Linked DNA regions of Mus musculus: region 1 is linked to region 2. A link is a contact called in public HiChIP or PLAC-seq data. All regions are on one chromosome and are shown on one strand. Each heading gives the region's core, a stretch centred on a gene start, on an enhancer-like site or on the middle of the called end of the contact. The rest is flanking DNA. Distances are from core to core; before and after follow the strand shown. Region 1 holds the start of Zfp518a (zinc finger protein 518A). Region 2 overlaps Blnk (B cell linker).

The links. HiChIP or PLAC-seq counts read pairs in DNA pulled down with a chosen protein or histone mark.
Region 1: an RNA polymerase II HiChIP or PLAC-seq map of embryonic stem cells shows a contact between it and region 2, with 29 read pairs. The contact joins the promoter of Zfp518a here to the enhancer-like site in region 2. A contact is called at or near these places in 3 of 484 Hi-C or Micro-C datasets (centroblasts and embryonic stem cells), 7 of 115 datasets of contacts at active chromatin or transcription factors (bone marrow-derived macrophages, embryonic fibroblasts, embryonic stem cells and 1 more) and 2 of 9 other capture datasets (liver and pancreatic islet).

What each region holds. Positions count from the first base shown.
Region 1 is chr19:40,893,361-40,900,509 of GRCm38.p6, reverse strand. Zfp518a (zinc finger protein 518A) reads right to left here and starts at 5,805. Exons shown (of 5, transcript NM_028319.1): 1 at 5,720-5,805; 2 at 3,345-3,426. It overlaps Mir8092 (microRNA 8092), which reads right to left and starts at 5,807; the gene lies at 5,721-5,807.
Region 2 is chr19:40,934,363-40,941,612 of GRCm38.p6, reverse strand. It overlaps Blnk (B cell linker), which reads left to right. Exons shown (of 17, transcript NM_008528.5): 12 at 1,357-1,441; 13 at 2,215-2,246; 14 at 3,886-3,962; 15 at 5,257-5,340; 16 at 7,031-7,186. Among named protein-coding and RNA genes, the nearest start is that of Zfp518a, 43 kb to the right of the region's middle. Within about 2 kb of position 5,457, at least 36 of the 459 cell types and tissues checked have an H3K27ac peak or open chromatin away from gene starts, as enhancers often do. A contact at or near this core is called in embryonic stem cells and epiblast stem cells, where this site is marked.

The sequences.
Region 1 (7,149 bases), core at 4,556-7,055, 41 kb after region 2:
AAGTCAGTTATATATATGCACAATTCAAGGTATCTCTGACATTCAAGTGAAATTATATAATGAGTTCTCCACAAAGGTCTAGCTACATGATAAAATTTAAGTTGTCATCAGGATATAGCTGTTTGTATTTAAGTATTGAGGACATAATTAAATTACCAAAGCATAAATAAACAGAAAAGTTCAAAGCCCAAAGCCTCAAGAACAGTTGGTGAGGTAGAAAAGAAAAATCCATTGATATTGAAGCTAAATGAAAATGTGGTATTCTACAAAAAGGTAAATAAAACGGGACTGATCAATTTCATTAAGTGAGATAAAACACTGGTTTTAATGTCACAATCAACAGGAACAGTGGCTAGCACAATTTAGGAGGAGTTAATAGGGAAGGCAGAATCATATAGGTTTAGGAAAAAATATGGGAACAAGGCACAGAAACAAAGCTGCTATGCAGACAACTCTGAGGGAATATACCACAAAAGATCTATGGGTAGAACCGAAGACACTGGGTTTTTGTTTTGTTTTTAATAAGCAAAACTATAGTATAAACAAATATCTATGAAAATGATCCTGGTAGAAAATTTTAAAGTTGAGGATAGAGGAAAAATATGGTAACAATGACTTTGGTAGATCAGAGGGATGGAGTATAGAATAAACTGAGTCATACTTAGAAAAGAACAGAGAATTCCTCTACAGTAACTACAGGGGATGGCACTGATACTAGCAGGTAAACAAATCTGTGAGTGCTTGTGGAACAAAATGTCTCATTAGGTTTACCTACAGGCCAAATTTGGCTAATAGCCAGTTTCATAAAATTTCACTGGAAACACAAGCCCAAGACATACTTGCTCTTCTACATATTGTCTATGACTACCTTTCATATTCCAATGACAGCTTGATAGCAGTTAACAGAAGCCATATGACTACAAAGCCTAAGATATTTACTATCTTCATTTACAAGAGTAGTCTGCAAACCCTGGTTAACAATCTTAAACTGTTAATCTTAAATTTGAAAGTCAGATAATTTGGCAAAAAAGACATGATCTTAAGCAACACCAACATCTAATAAACAGGTCATAAATTAACTTTTATGTCTTTCTTAGTACTCAGCTCCAGATGAATTTCTTTTTTCTTTTCCTTTTCTTTTGTTGGAGACAGAGGCTTACCGTGTGGCCCTGGCTACCTGGAACACACTATATAAACCAGGCTGGCCTGGAGCTCAGAGCCTTCTGACTCTGCCTCCTAAGTATGGGATTAAAGACATGTCCCAGCATGCTCTCCAAGAGATGTAAGTGAGCAAATATTTACTTAAATTTCATTTCTTACCTTGTGTATCTATTTTGTTACCTAAACAAAATAACACTTATTTTTTAATATCAATATCACTTTTGAACTGGCTGTATCTCTAAGACAAGTATAGTATTTGTCTGTTACTAAGGGATTTCTCAAAAAGGGTAAAGTAAGAAAAATCAGTAATATTTAGGAAACAGACTATCATTCTAAGTTAATTATGACTATTTGTTTATTGGGGACCCGGAATTTGACTTTAGAGACTAGGCAAACACACTACTACAGAGATATAGCCCTAGCTCAATGACCTTTTGTTTGTTTGTTTTAAGTTTTCAAAGTAGACACAATAAAGGCCTTTACCACACTAGATAACTGCATACCATTTAGGTATACTTTATGTGTAAAATCAACAAAACAGCATTAATAAATGTCTATAGAGCTAACACTTATTTTTACCTATTATTACGTCTTGAAATGAGACCCCTGTGAAGCCTAAGCTTTCAAACTCAAATATAGTCTATTTTCCTAACACTCATATGGCAATACTAATCTTAGCATCAATTCTGCAAAATGTAATCATCTAAGTTAGTTTAGTAATTGTGCTATAATTTCTTATTTACTTTCACTAGTCATGATTCTTTCTACGCAGGAACATATCAAATACGGTTTTGAAAATTCTCTGTATTCATCATTATTTTATGAAGGAACAAAGTACTATGCAAATCTAGCAAGATATCAAACATGTTTTATAAAAAGGAGTTACTCAAGGAAGGAACATCAATGATAACCCAGTTCTGAACTTTGGTTTTTTTTTGGTTTTTTTTTTTTTTTTTTGGTTTTTGTTTTAGGTTTTTTGATTTTTCGAGACAGGATTTCTCTGTGTAGCCCTGGGTGTCCTGGAACTCACTTTGTAGACCAGGCTGGCCTCAAACTCAGAAATCCGCCTGCCTCTGCCTCCCAAGTGCTGGGATTAAAGGCGTGCACCACCACCGCCCGGCTTGAACTTTGTTCTATTCAATATAGTCATCAGACATTAATTTCTAAATAAATAAAAATTTATGCCTTTGTGAAAAAAGAGACCCTGAAAAGAACGTAATCTATTGGTAAAGTTCATGGAAGAACACGGTTATGACTGCCAAGTATTTTAGTATATGCTTAATGCATTTAGAAATGAGCAGTATAAAATATCATGGCACCCATTTTAAAGATTCCAAGACCTAAGTAACACAAACAAGTGACAGACATATTTGTGTTGAGAGTAGATTAAACCGTGTTTTTGAATAAGGGCACACAATATTTTCCAATCCATTTTAATAGCTCTCCGTATATTACCATGGATCTGTTGGATTTTTGCCACTCTTTTTGTCCACATCAAGACATTCAGATACTTCTCCAGGACACTTCTCCAGTCTTAATTCTTTTTTTGTTGTTGTTGTTTTTTTGTTTTTTCAAGACAAGGTTTCTCTGTATAGCCCTGGCTGTCCTGGAGCTCACTTTGTAGACCAGGTTGGCCTCGAACTCAGAAATCCGCCTGCCTCTGCCTCCCGAGTGCTGGGACTAAAGGCGTGCGCCACCACGCCCGGCTACCAGTCTTAATTCTCTAGAGATTCTCCAGTTCCTTTTCTAACTTCAAGTAGATAAGCATTAATCATAATGTAAATCAAATATATTGTTTTTCTTTAGGTGCACTGACTAGCACTTGCCAAATTAAGGCACAGACTCTAGCCATTTATAGAGCTTTGAAACCTGTTTCTACCATATTTGTCTTTATTGATCATTATCCAGAAGCCCTTAATGCTATCTCTAGATTTAGCATGACATATTAAAATCATCTTTGAGCTCTGATAAAACATTCAACAAATATGAAACCCAAAATTAGTTTTTTACTTACATTAAAATAAAAACTTCCGGAGAAATTCCTTTTATTTTGGCCAATAAATAAAACTCTAAAGTAACTTTGAAAATTAAGAGATAGGTAACCATTCAGTCTATTTAATCCAATATTAAGACGCGAACTTACTACGTAATAAATCTATCTACTCAAGTGCTCCAATCCCTACCTTTCTCCCAGGAACAAAGGCACACAACTTAATGCCTGGACAATGCCACCCACAATCAGGTACAGTGATCAAGAGATGGTATCTGGAAATGAAAATGAAGATTTAAGAATTTTGACAGCAAAAACAAAATGCTTTTATCCTGGTCATTTACAGTTCATATTTAAGTAAGGAATATTAGTTTTTAAGTTCCTCTGTACTTGGGGCATAAGCATACAATTGATACCCAGTGATATAACTCATGTAATACAAAAGTCACATCTCCAAGAATCTAATACAATAGCATCATTTAATACAATAAAAGGAAAACTCGTTTTGCCCTATCCAAATTGCAAAAGCAGAATTAGTATTGCACCTGATTCTGAACCACTTATCTGCCCACTACAAAAGCCTACTGACAACAGTAATGCTCAAGGCTGGTATCAACATCCCATGAGAACTGCCTATGATGTGAAGCCTATAGAATTAATAGACTATACATGAGGGCAGACAACAGATAAACATTTCAAATTTTCTAAGAACCCTTTTCTCTAATTGACAAAACCCTTTTAAATAGAGCACCTGAAGAAATGCAAGATTAAAATCTTGAACTTAAAGGAAAACCAGAAAAGTAGTTAGACTGGTCAGATTAAGTGTTCTCTACAGGGCACACACAATGCTTCAATGAGAGTAAGCCCCAACACTTGCAATAAAAGTACATTAAAAGGGCATTGTAAGGTTTTGTGGGTTTTTTCACTCAAACTATATTTAGATAGAAAGTTTCTCATTTAAAATATTTCAAAATACAGCAGCTTTTGGAACCACACTATACTACTTCCAGAAAAAATATCATAAAATGTGAAGGTGGTTATGATAAAACCCTCCAGTATTTAAGTTTATTTGCTATGAGCTCACAAAGACACAGTCGCTGGAGTTGCTATCCTTTTATCTGTTCAGACATCTGACATATAATGTTTGAATTGGTAATCATAATTTGGAAAAAAAAACAGAAAAGAGTAAGGTCTACTATGCTTACCTACGCCATAGAAAGCCAACACCCCTCAAGTGCTAGTACGAATTGCCCCTTTTGACTTTCTAAAGAAAAATACAGCTTTGTTGAAGGATAATTAACAGATCTGCAGCTATAACTTTAAAAATGTTAGGGAATTTCAGCAAGTCTCTCTATTCATTCTGACCATACAAACTTTAGAGCACACTCAAATCAGACCTGTTTTGCTGGGAAAAAAAGCAATTCAATTATTATTAGTAAAATGTGCCTTAAGAAAACCAGACTTTCAAATTAACCACGCTGTGAGTTGTTTTTACATTACATCCCTGAGATAATCACAGACAGTTCAACATTCTCATGAATTCCTCAAAAACTGACCCCTTTCCCCATTTTCAAGACTTTTGAAAAAAATAATTTACAAAAACTAAAATAACCCAAATTTAAACCTGAAGCGAAAACTGACCCTTAACTTTTGTTTTCTAAACTTTGAAGTTGCATCTGTTCCATTGGTCTAGATAAGAGTTAAATCACATCATCTATGCATTCAGACCCAATACTTTTGAGTTACCAAAGCCATCTAACTCAAGATACTACCCACTTAACAAAGAGGACACCATGTTAAGAACAGATTCAAGATGGACCCTACAAGTGGGGAAAAAAAAAAAAAAAGCCCGTGACAAAGAAATCCATATGCCACTGGGTGTGGTGGTGGTGGGGGCAGTCTACAAGAGGACCACTTTCTTGCCCAACTCTGAGGGCGCGCAGTGCGTGCGCCAAGAGAGCGGGGAGTCTCTGCAAGGAAGAACCCCCAATAGCCATAGACTGGGCCCATAGTAGGGATGCCGTCGAGGCGGGCCCGCGAACCTACAGCTCGAGGGGTGCGGACTGAGGGCTGCCCAGCCCGTCTCCACCGGGCGCGGAACCCGACGAGCGATGGCTTCGCGCGCCAAACGCCCCCGCATCGCCCCCAAAACGCCGCGCCCGATCCGCCCCTTTCCCCGGAGTTCCGCTGCCCCTCGGGCGCGCGGATGTACACTGTCGCCGCGCCGTGCGCGCGCGCCCAAGTCCTAGGCTCTGAGACCGTGGGGGAGTTCTTAGGGACAAACTTACAACCAGCCCAAGCCGAGACGACAATGACCAGCCCTAAGAGCTAGCAAGAGCCCCGGGTTAGAAACCAAGGACTTCTCTAGAAAACTTTGCGGCAAGTTGGCCGGAAGCGCTGAATGGACGGGACTATTTAACATGAGCTTCCTAGCGCAAGAGGCGGATCCCCCCCAAGACCATTTGGGGGGAACCCTAGCACCCCACGATTTCGCCCTTGGCCCCTTGCCGTCTCTCTGTGCGTCCCGACATCCTAACTGGTCTTGGCGGCTCCGCACACAGGGAATACCTGCCGTGGTCCCCATTGCCTGCGAGTCCCAGATGGCGGCCATTACCCCTCCATCCGGGTACTGCCGGAAAGCCGAGCGCCGCGCTGCCGGCAGCGCACGCTGCGGCGGAGGGATCCGCGCTGCACCTGAGGCGAGCGGAAGGGAACGGCGGCCGGAAGGGCCCCCGCCTCAGCCTCCCGAGAGTAGGCCATGGCGCTGAGTCCACGGCTGACCTCGTCATACGGCGCCTCCCTGCGTCCCGCCTCACCGCCCCCCGTCTACTCACCAGCCGCGGGGATCCTACTGCGGGGGGAAGAACGGGGAAAATGGCTACCGTCCTTTCCCAAGTAGACACCAGAAGCAGGAACTGGTGTGCTTGGCAAGCCTTGGTTGACAGGAAATGGCCTCAACCCAGAGGTTTTAGGCAGCCCCCATCTTAGCAAATGGCGTGTTCCCTGTACTTACTCGGATCACGCGAGTTGTGGTATCCCTTTGACGTCCCAGTGGTTGGACGAAGCTGCTACCCAAAGCTCTGGCCCACAAGGGAGCCAACCCTGAGCTCCAGAGCAGCCCCACGCACAGGCTACCTGTGAGGGACACTCTTCTCTCCCGCCGCGACACGACCTCCTCCCACGGCACGGAGGACTCGTCTGAGCGAAGGAAGTCCTCTCAGCGAAGGAAAACCCTCGCACGCCCCTCACAGACTCAAAAATGGAATCCTTGCCCCCAAGAAAAGAATCCTTCCCCACCCCACACAAGAGTCGTACAAAGTCCAAATGTGGCTCCTCTCTTTCAGAACGTTTCAGAAGCCTACTAATCTCACTTGGTAAATAATTACCTCCCTTAAAAGAAAAAAAGGACAAAAAACACACGTGGAAGCACTGTGGAAACTGCCGCCGTCAAAAACTCGAGGCGGAGGGATATAGCAAAATATAAAAGATCGAATCTGAGAATTTTGGCTTCAACTGTGGGCCGTAGTTTTTTTTTTTGGGGGGGGGGATGCGTGGGGGCAAGGGGTAACCCAAATAACTCCTGACACGCACAAATTTTTCTTAAAACCAATTTTAAAACTGTTAAGAATTTTCCACTTTCTTAGGATATGCTTTTGAACGCATTGACCTGTGCCACACGGACTTTACCCTTTAAATTAAAAAAAAGAAAAAGAAAAAGAAAAAGAAAAAGAAAGGAATAAAACACACACGGAGAACCCTTAGTTTTGGGTGGTTTGTACAACAGTCCTCCTAGAAGCGGCAAGCTGAAATTCACACAAGAAGTACAAACATAACTATAAAAGTGAAGGTGAAATCTATTAATATCAAAAGGGCATATTTATAATCTATAATGATGTTTGCAAAATAGATTTTCTTTGGGGGGGGGCAGGGTAACAGGCCCTGAGACAGTGTAACAGAGCCCTGGCTGTCCTGGAACTCAATTTGTAGACCAGGCTGGC
Region 2 (7,250 bases), core at 4,208-6,707:
GGGCACTGAGCTGGCGAGAGAGGGAGAAGGCCTAGGATGCCAGCATAGACTTTGAAACCTGTAGCAGGTACTTGGGATACTGAGGGAATCCAGAGGTCTCCATGGTCTTTAAGATCCCGATAGGCACCACAGGGAGCCATATGACTCCTTTTGGCAGATAGGAACCAGTTTCACAAGTCCCTGAGGAATGCTGGCTTTTATCTAATCACCAGGAATCCTGTTGTCCAGCTTGCTCTCATGTCTGGATGTCTGGACAGTCTGAGAGACCTAACAAGCTCTGGAATTGAAATTACTGGAATGATGGGGACTGTCACAGCTCAACCAAAACACAGGAGGTTTTATAAGCCGGCAAGGCCCTGGCTAACAGTTTAGAGACGGTACAATGTGTTCAGAGCTTAAGGCTGCTGGAAGCTAATGTGGTTCCATTGTGCGCTTTTGGGAATTTCTGCGCTTAAAAAAAAGAGCATAAAATTAGCATGGTTCTTTGAACTCAAAGAACCCGGCCACCTGTTTGAAACACCTTTCGAGTCAAGGCTGCCTGAATGGTGGTACACTTGGGCTTTGAGTTACTAAGTTCTCACTGCTTCTCTTCTGGAGTTCCTGTCACTTTTGCCTTTCTCAATGCCCCACTAGTAAAGGTCCCTATGGGCTTCAACAGTCATTCCATCCCCTAGCCCCTGAAGTAGGGCCTCTCTGTGTAGCCCTGGCTGTCCTGGAACTCACTCTGTAAACCAAGCTGGTCTTGAACTCAGAGATCAACCTGCCTCTGCCTCCCAAGTTGCTGGGATTAAAGACATGGGCTACCTGGCTTCAATAGACATTTCTTAAGCTCTATATTTGTGCCCATTTTCGACCCTCCCTCAAGAACACGCTGAGATCCAAGTGATATTCACATTTGAGGGTGACATGGATTTAGATTCAGTTAATTTTTTCAAAAGGAGTAGATCATTCATAAATCCTAAGATTTTACTCTCATCAGCAATAAGTTACTTATACCACATCTCATGACGAATCAAGATACAGGAAGGTAACGGTAACACCCGAAGGAAGTCTGCACTGACAGCAGAGAATGAGTTACACAGAGGCTGTGGAGCCTGCTCATCTCCTGGCACCCACCTGTGCTCAGACAGTTGAAGTCCAGTATCCATGGGTTCTGTCTCTGTATACACTGCCGGAGGAGCTAGCATGGACCTGTACCACTGTGGGAAGGGAGTCTCGGTCCTAAGAGCGCATACTCAAACCAAGAACCCCTTAGAAGACAGGGTATATTGGGAAGACATCCGATCAAAGAGGCTGTATTTGGGCATGGGGACAGACATTTCACTTTAATACTAATATGAGACTCTCCTAATCCAGAAAAGCCTGTTCCTGCTGAGCGCCACCGAGGGTCTAGTCACAGACAAGACACTGTACAGTCACCAGTGTTTCCTCCCACCCAGAAGTGAGTATCCTTCCATTTATTTATTAGTTTTGTACTTATTTATACTTTTAAAATATTTTCATTTTGATTTTGTAGTTATGTATGTATGTGAGTATATGCTACATCTGTGTAAAGAGGATATCAGAGGCCCCGGAGCTGGAGTTACATGGTTGTGAGCCATACAATGTGGGCCCAGGGAACTGAACTCGGGACTTCTGGAAGAGCAGGAAGCAACCACATCACCCACCCTTTTGTTTGTTTGTTTGTCTGTCTGTCTGTCTATCTGTCTGTCTGTTTTTAAAAGACGAGGTCTCACTCCATAGGCCCAGCTTTCCTGGAATTCCCTATGCATGCAGCCAGGTTGCCCTTTCATTCAAGGCCCTCCTTCTTCAGCCTCCAGAATACAAGGATAACAGATCAAGAGCTAGTTCTTCCCCTAGTAAGAGAATCCTTCCCTTTAAGAACAAGTTTCTTCTTGTTGCCATGGGAATTTGTTGTCATGCAAACTCGCACAGGGAATCGGTGTTTCATTGCTTCTTAATTAAATCTGGAAAGCTATTAAGCAACTTACGAGACTGTAGAGTCTCAGAGACCCATACTTCAGGCTACGGGTTTCATCTAACGCATGTACTACAGTCAAGACTCCTCCTTTTTCAAAGCTAAAGGGAAAAATCTTGGTTCTCTAAAAGGTTTATTGTCCCTCCCATCTTTAGATCTAATTATCCTTTGGTGCAGCTTCTCCTGATTCTGTATTGTGTTCTACCTTTCATGTAACCTGCATTTCTTCCTTTCAGACCTGTCCATCAAAAGCCTGTACCCTTGCCAAGTAAGTACAAGATCATGACGGCCAATCATAGGTGGAAGGTAGGGCCAGGCCTGGGAGCAAATGAAGCTGTCACTTCCACTGTGCCACTGTTTTATTTGCTTCCTTGACTGTAAAATGGGGGGAAAAATATTTCATAGAGTTGTTTTGAAAGGTAGATATTTTCTATCTTTAGTATTGGTTGAATATTTACTTATCAGTCAGCATCATTAAAAAAAAAATACAGTACAGCTATTTTCAAAACTCAGATTAAAATAACCAGAACAGTGCTTGGCATCTAGAAGATTCTCAATCGGCGATAGGTATTTTATATAAATCTGAAATGTGTTTTAATGACCTTTACATATGTCTATAAAATAAGCCCTAAAATGAGAACATGTTAATTAACTGTATAATTTTCTCAAGATAAACATGACCTTACAAACACACTTCCTTCAACAAAGCCACACACACCCCAACGAGGCCATACACACTCCAACAAGGCAACAGCTCCTACTCCAAGACACTTGATGCTATGTGGGTAAAGTCGCTTATGCCTTGATTGCTCAGCCCTTTAAAAGTCAACTCCCAGGAAGGCAAAACATTTTGTTGTCTCATATATATATCCCAATGACTAGATCCACATCAGGCAGAGAGACGACAGAGAGAAACAGTGTTTTCTCTATTTCTTGTGTTTCTATTAGTCAGACTGTAAACTTGAGGGAGTTTTTGCTTTAATGCAAGGATTCTCAAACATTTTCCCTTTGAAACCACTTTCAATACTTTTAAAATTCCCTGGTGAGTCAAAAATACCTTTTGTTTAAACATTTCTTTTATTAATAATAAATACGTTACAAACTAAAGCTGTCAGTGAAAGGAAATGGAGGAGACATGTCAAAATCCTTTATATGTGTTCGTGAAAATTACCCTGCATAATAAAATAAAAATAATTAATTAATTTAATGACAAAAATATAACAAAGTTAGCAAATAGGTCATTTTCAAAGCTGTAAGTTAGAGCCATGGATATGTGGATTGACTACTTCCTTGTTTTATGCGTTGGATAAGTCTCACAATGGAGCACGAAGAGACTGCTTCTCATTATTAAAGCTTAAAAAATAAAACTATTAAATAACCCATTTGAAAATTACATTGGACTCATTAGACACTAACATAAATATTTTTATGAAAACTATTCCAAACTAAATATAACATGTGTGTGCTTGTGTGTGTGTCTATAGAGCGGCACTGGATTACATTTTACAAATTTTACTTACTCCTAAGACAGGGTCTCACTGTGTAGCCCAGGCTGGCCTTGAACTTGGGCTCCCCCTGCCTCAGTTTCCTAGTAACTAATATTACAGACTGCATTGCCAGGTCCACCTTGGCAGAATTTTTAAATTCTGGAGCCAACAGTCTATTGCTATGCTTGTTGCAATAGGTGAGGAAAACTTAGGCTTTTCAAAGATGAGATTTGCCAACAACAAAGACCTCTCAAACATCTGGAAGGATCTTGAGGATTTAAAGGGGTCCTGAAGCCCCGCTCTGAGCAGTCCTGAGGAGTTTTCAGCTCTGTGTGTGGCCCTGAGAGCTCCTGCAGTAGTGAGGCACTGTACCTGCACAGAAACGACTGAAGATTCATGGAGTTTTCAAATCTCTTCCAGGGTTCCCAGAAGCGGGGAGCCCAGCTGCAGATGGACCGTTCCACAGCTTCCCATTTAATTCGACGTTTGCAGACCAGGTAGGGCATGAGCTTGACATCGGTGGATTATTTCCAGTGGATTTCAGGAAAGGGCATGTCTTCTGAGAAGACAGCTTGGAGTATGGCTCAGGATGGAGTCTGGATTTTAACTGAGTTGGTCCGATGGATGCAGAATGTCCTGTGTTTTTTTGTTTTGTTGTGTTTGTTTGTTTGTTTGTTTGTTTGTTTCAGTGACTAAGAGAGACCTCGCCCCATTTATTCTTGTTTCTATTCCAGGCGCCCCAAATAACAGTGTTTCTTTAAAACAATGAGGGAATGTGTTGTTTTTGTTGTTAGTCCTCTCACATTTATTTAAACTTTATAATTTCCTCAGAATAGACCTGTGGAGGCTTAGGATGTTAAAGCCTCTATCAAACGGAACAGCATAAAGAGACAGAAAGGACACTGTGTGCCCTTGAAGGTGACACGTGAACAAGTTGCATTGAGGATTTGAATCCGATTTCCACCCCCCAAAAAATAGAATAGAAGAAAATGAAATAAAAAAAGGAGTGAGATGCTATCTGTGTACTTCTAATCCCAGCCGGGAGAGACAGAAACAGGAGATCCCCAGGGTGGGCTGGCAGCCAGCCTAGCTTAGTCCTTGAGCTCCATCCCAGTGAGTGATGCTCATTCAAACGCAAGGAGGACAGCGCCCGAGGAAGCAGCATCTAGTGATGATATGTGGCACACTTGCACATGTGCTTGTGTGCACGGGTGCACCCACTCCCATGCACATATAAACACACACACACTGACATGATGAAGCACTCTATGAAGCATCAAGAATAAATAAAAACACGGTTGGGAAGATGGCTCGGCAGTTAAGGGCACTGACTGCGCTTCTAGAGGACCCAGGTTCAATTCCCAGCACCTACATGGCAGCTTACAACTGTAACTCCAGGATCAAACAACCACACTGATACATACATGCAGGCAAAACACCAATACACATAAAATAAAAATAAATAAAAAATTTTAAAGAGAATATTAGCACAATAAAAAAAAGAGTAAATAATTCATTCAGGAGAAAAATGCTTCAGGAATCTAGTGAGGTCCATTTATGTTTTAAGACTAAATTTACAGCTTAAGGCCAAATGGGAATGAGCTAGCTAGCCACATAATCTCTGTGGTTGTTCAAAGGAAGCGCGAAACAAACTCATTTTGACATTACTGGTAAAGATGTTGATTATTGTTCCCGTCTTTGGTTTTGCAAAATGGGCCACTTAAGCACATAGGTTAAATTTTCATTTCCTTTGAGAACCATCTCCTGTTTCACAATGCTTCTGTCTCCCAGGAGGCTGAACTGCTCGGTAAGCCCTGGTATGCTGGCGCCTGTGACCGCAAGTCTGCTGAAGAGGCCTTGCACAGATCCAACAAGGTTGGGACACCTAAAAACTTAAGCCAACTAGTAGTTGCATGGGTTAGGGGCAGGGGCAAGTTCCGGGTACTTGGCCTTCAGAGCACCTGCTGCTTTGTTCTTTCATCTCCTTCCTGTTTGTCTTTCAATTCAAGGCTCCAGGGGGCCCACTACCCTCAAACAATAGAGAGAAGTAGGAGGCAGGGAGGTCTGGGGAGACCTGATGCAGCCGGAGCCCAGGCTCTGAGGAGCAAGGGAAGAGAGGACAGGCTATTTTGAACCAACTCACGGGACTTAGGATATAGATAAAGGCAGAAGATAGACCTAGAAACATTTTTTTGAGAGCTCAACACTGGGGACAGATGGGACAGTGGAAGATTAAAGTTTCCTTTTCACTTCCTCTGTTCTCCCATTTAAAAAACAAAACAAAAACAAGCAAACAAAAAACCCTCAAATCCCTGGGAAAATGTCACCAATCAGCTGCTGAGGGTTTTTTGCTCTGCCTAGACGGAAATCGTCGGTAGATCAGAAGGCCTTCTAAGGCTGCCTCCAACAAGTTAAAGTTTTCCTCGGTTTTTGCTTCTTTCTTGTCCAGCTCATTCTGGTTAGGGAAAAAGTAGATCTCCCTTGTATGGGGCCCAGTGCAGGAAAGGTGGCCCTAGAGAGAGACTGGGTTGGGGAGAGGGTGTGTTTTGGAGCAATAACAACCTGTTTGAATGGGCCAATCACATCCTTACTTTCTTATGACTCACAATCCTAGAGGCTTGTGTTTTGAACCAACCCCTGTCGACCTCCTTAGCTAGTCCCCCAGGGAAGGGCTATCGGGCTTGTGCTTAAATGGTCAGGGCTTCCCAGAGGTCGGTGAGGTTCCAGCTTTGCTGTCACTGTTACGGTGAGCCTTGGTTGACTCCGTCCGCCGCCTTTGGAGCCAGGACAGTCAGCCGCAAGGTTTTCAGAGTTGTTGTCCTCAGGCCTCTGTGACTCTTGGGTGGTCATCACAGTCTGGCCCACGACACTGCAGTCCATTTTTAAACGCTGTGGCTGTCTCCGTTGGCTTACTTTGGGTCACACATGAAATCTATTAGACCTTACTTAGTCTATGGAAACCTCGTAAATTTTATTCCTTTGTTTCTGAGGAATAAATAATAGGTCTTTTTTGTCTTTTCAAATTCCTTCCTAAGGCTGAACACCAGTTTTGCATTTCTTCTTCCTATCTTTTAGGTCATGTTTTGCTATAATTTTTTAAATGTATGATTCTAAGCTATTTTAATAAAATATTTAATACACGTTGAATTTTTTAAATAGTTTTTCTACCTTAAAATAAATCTATTGAGGGGAACGTTTTCTTAAGCTAAAAGCTTGAATTTCCAGCCTCTGCCTTCCTACTGTCTAGATTTTTACTTAAGGAACTTATAAACATGGGCTCTAACTCGAAAGACTCTCGTCAGTGATCTTACCGTGTCCTTTTATGTTTCTAAATCCCAGCAAGCACAATGCCTCAGTCGGCACATTACATGCTAGTACTGGCTTCACTCAAGTTTGTCTGAGTATCCGTTTTAATAAACAGTATTATTCATGGAAAATAATACAACAAATTCTAATCAAGAACAAAACCATGGAGCTAAATACTATCTGAAAGTGATAAAATACTCTTCACAAACTGAATCTAGCTTAAGGAACTATAACTAATACTATCATTCTGCCTAAACAGGATGGATCGTTTCTTATTCGGAAGAGCTCTGGCCATGATTCCAAGCAGCCGTACACCCTAGTTGCGTTCTTTAACAAGCGAGTGTATAATATTCCTGTACGGTTTATTGAAGCAACCAAACAGTATGCTTTGGGAAAGAAGAAAAATGGTGAAGAGGTTAGTAGCCGCTATTTCTCTGTTTCTTTATTTCCTTATTTTGAGACACGGGCATAATATGTAG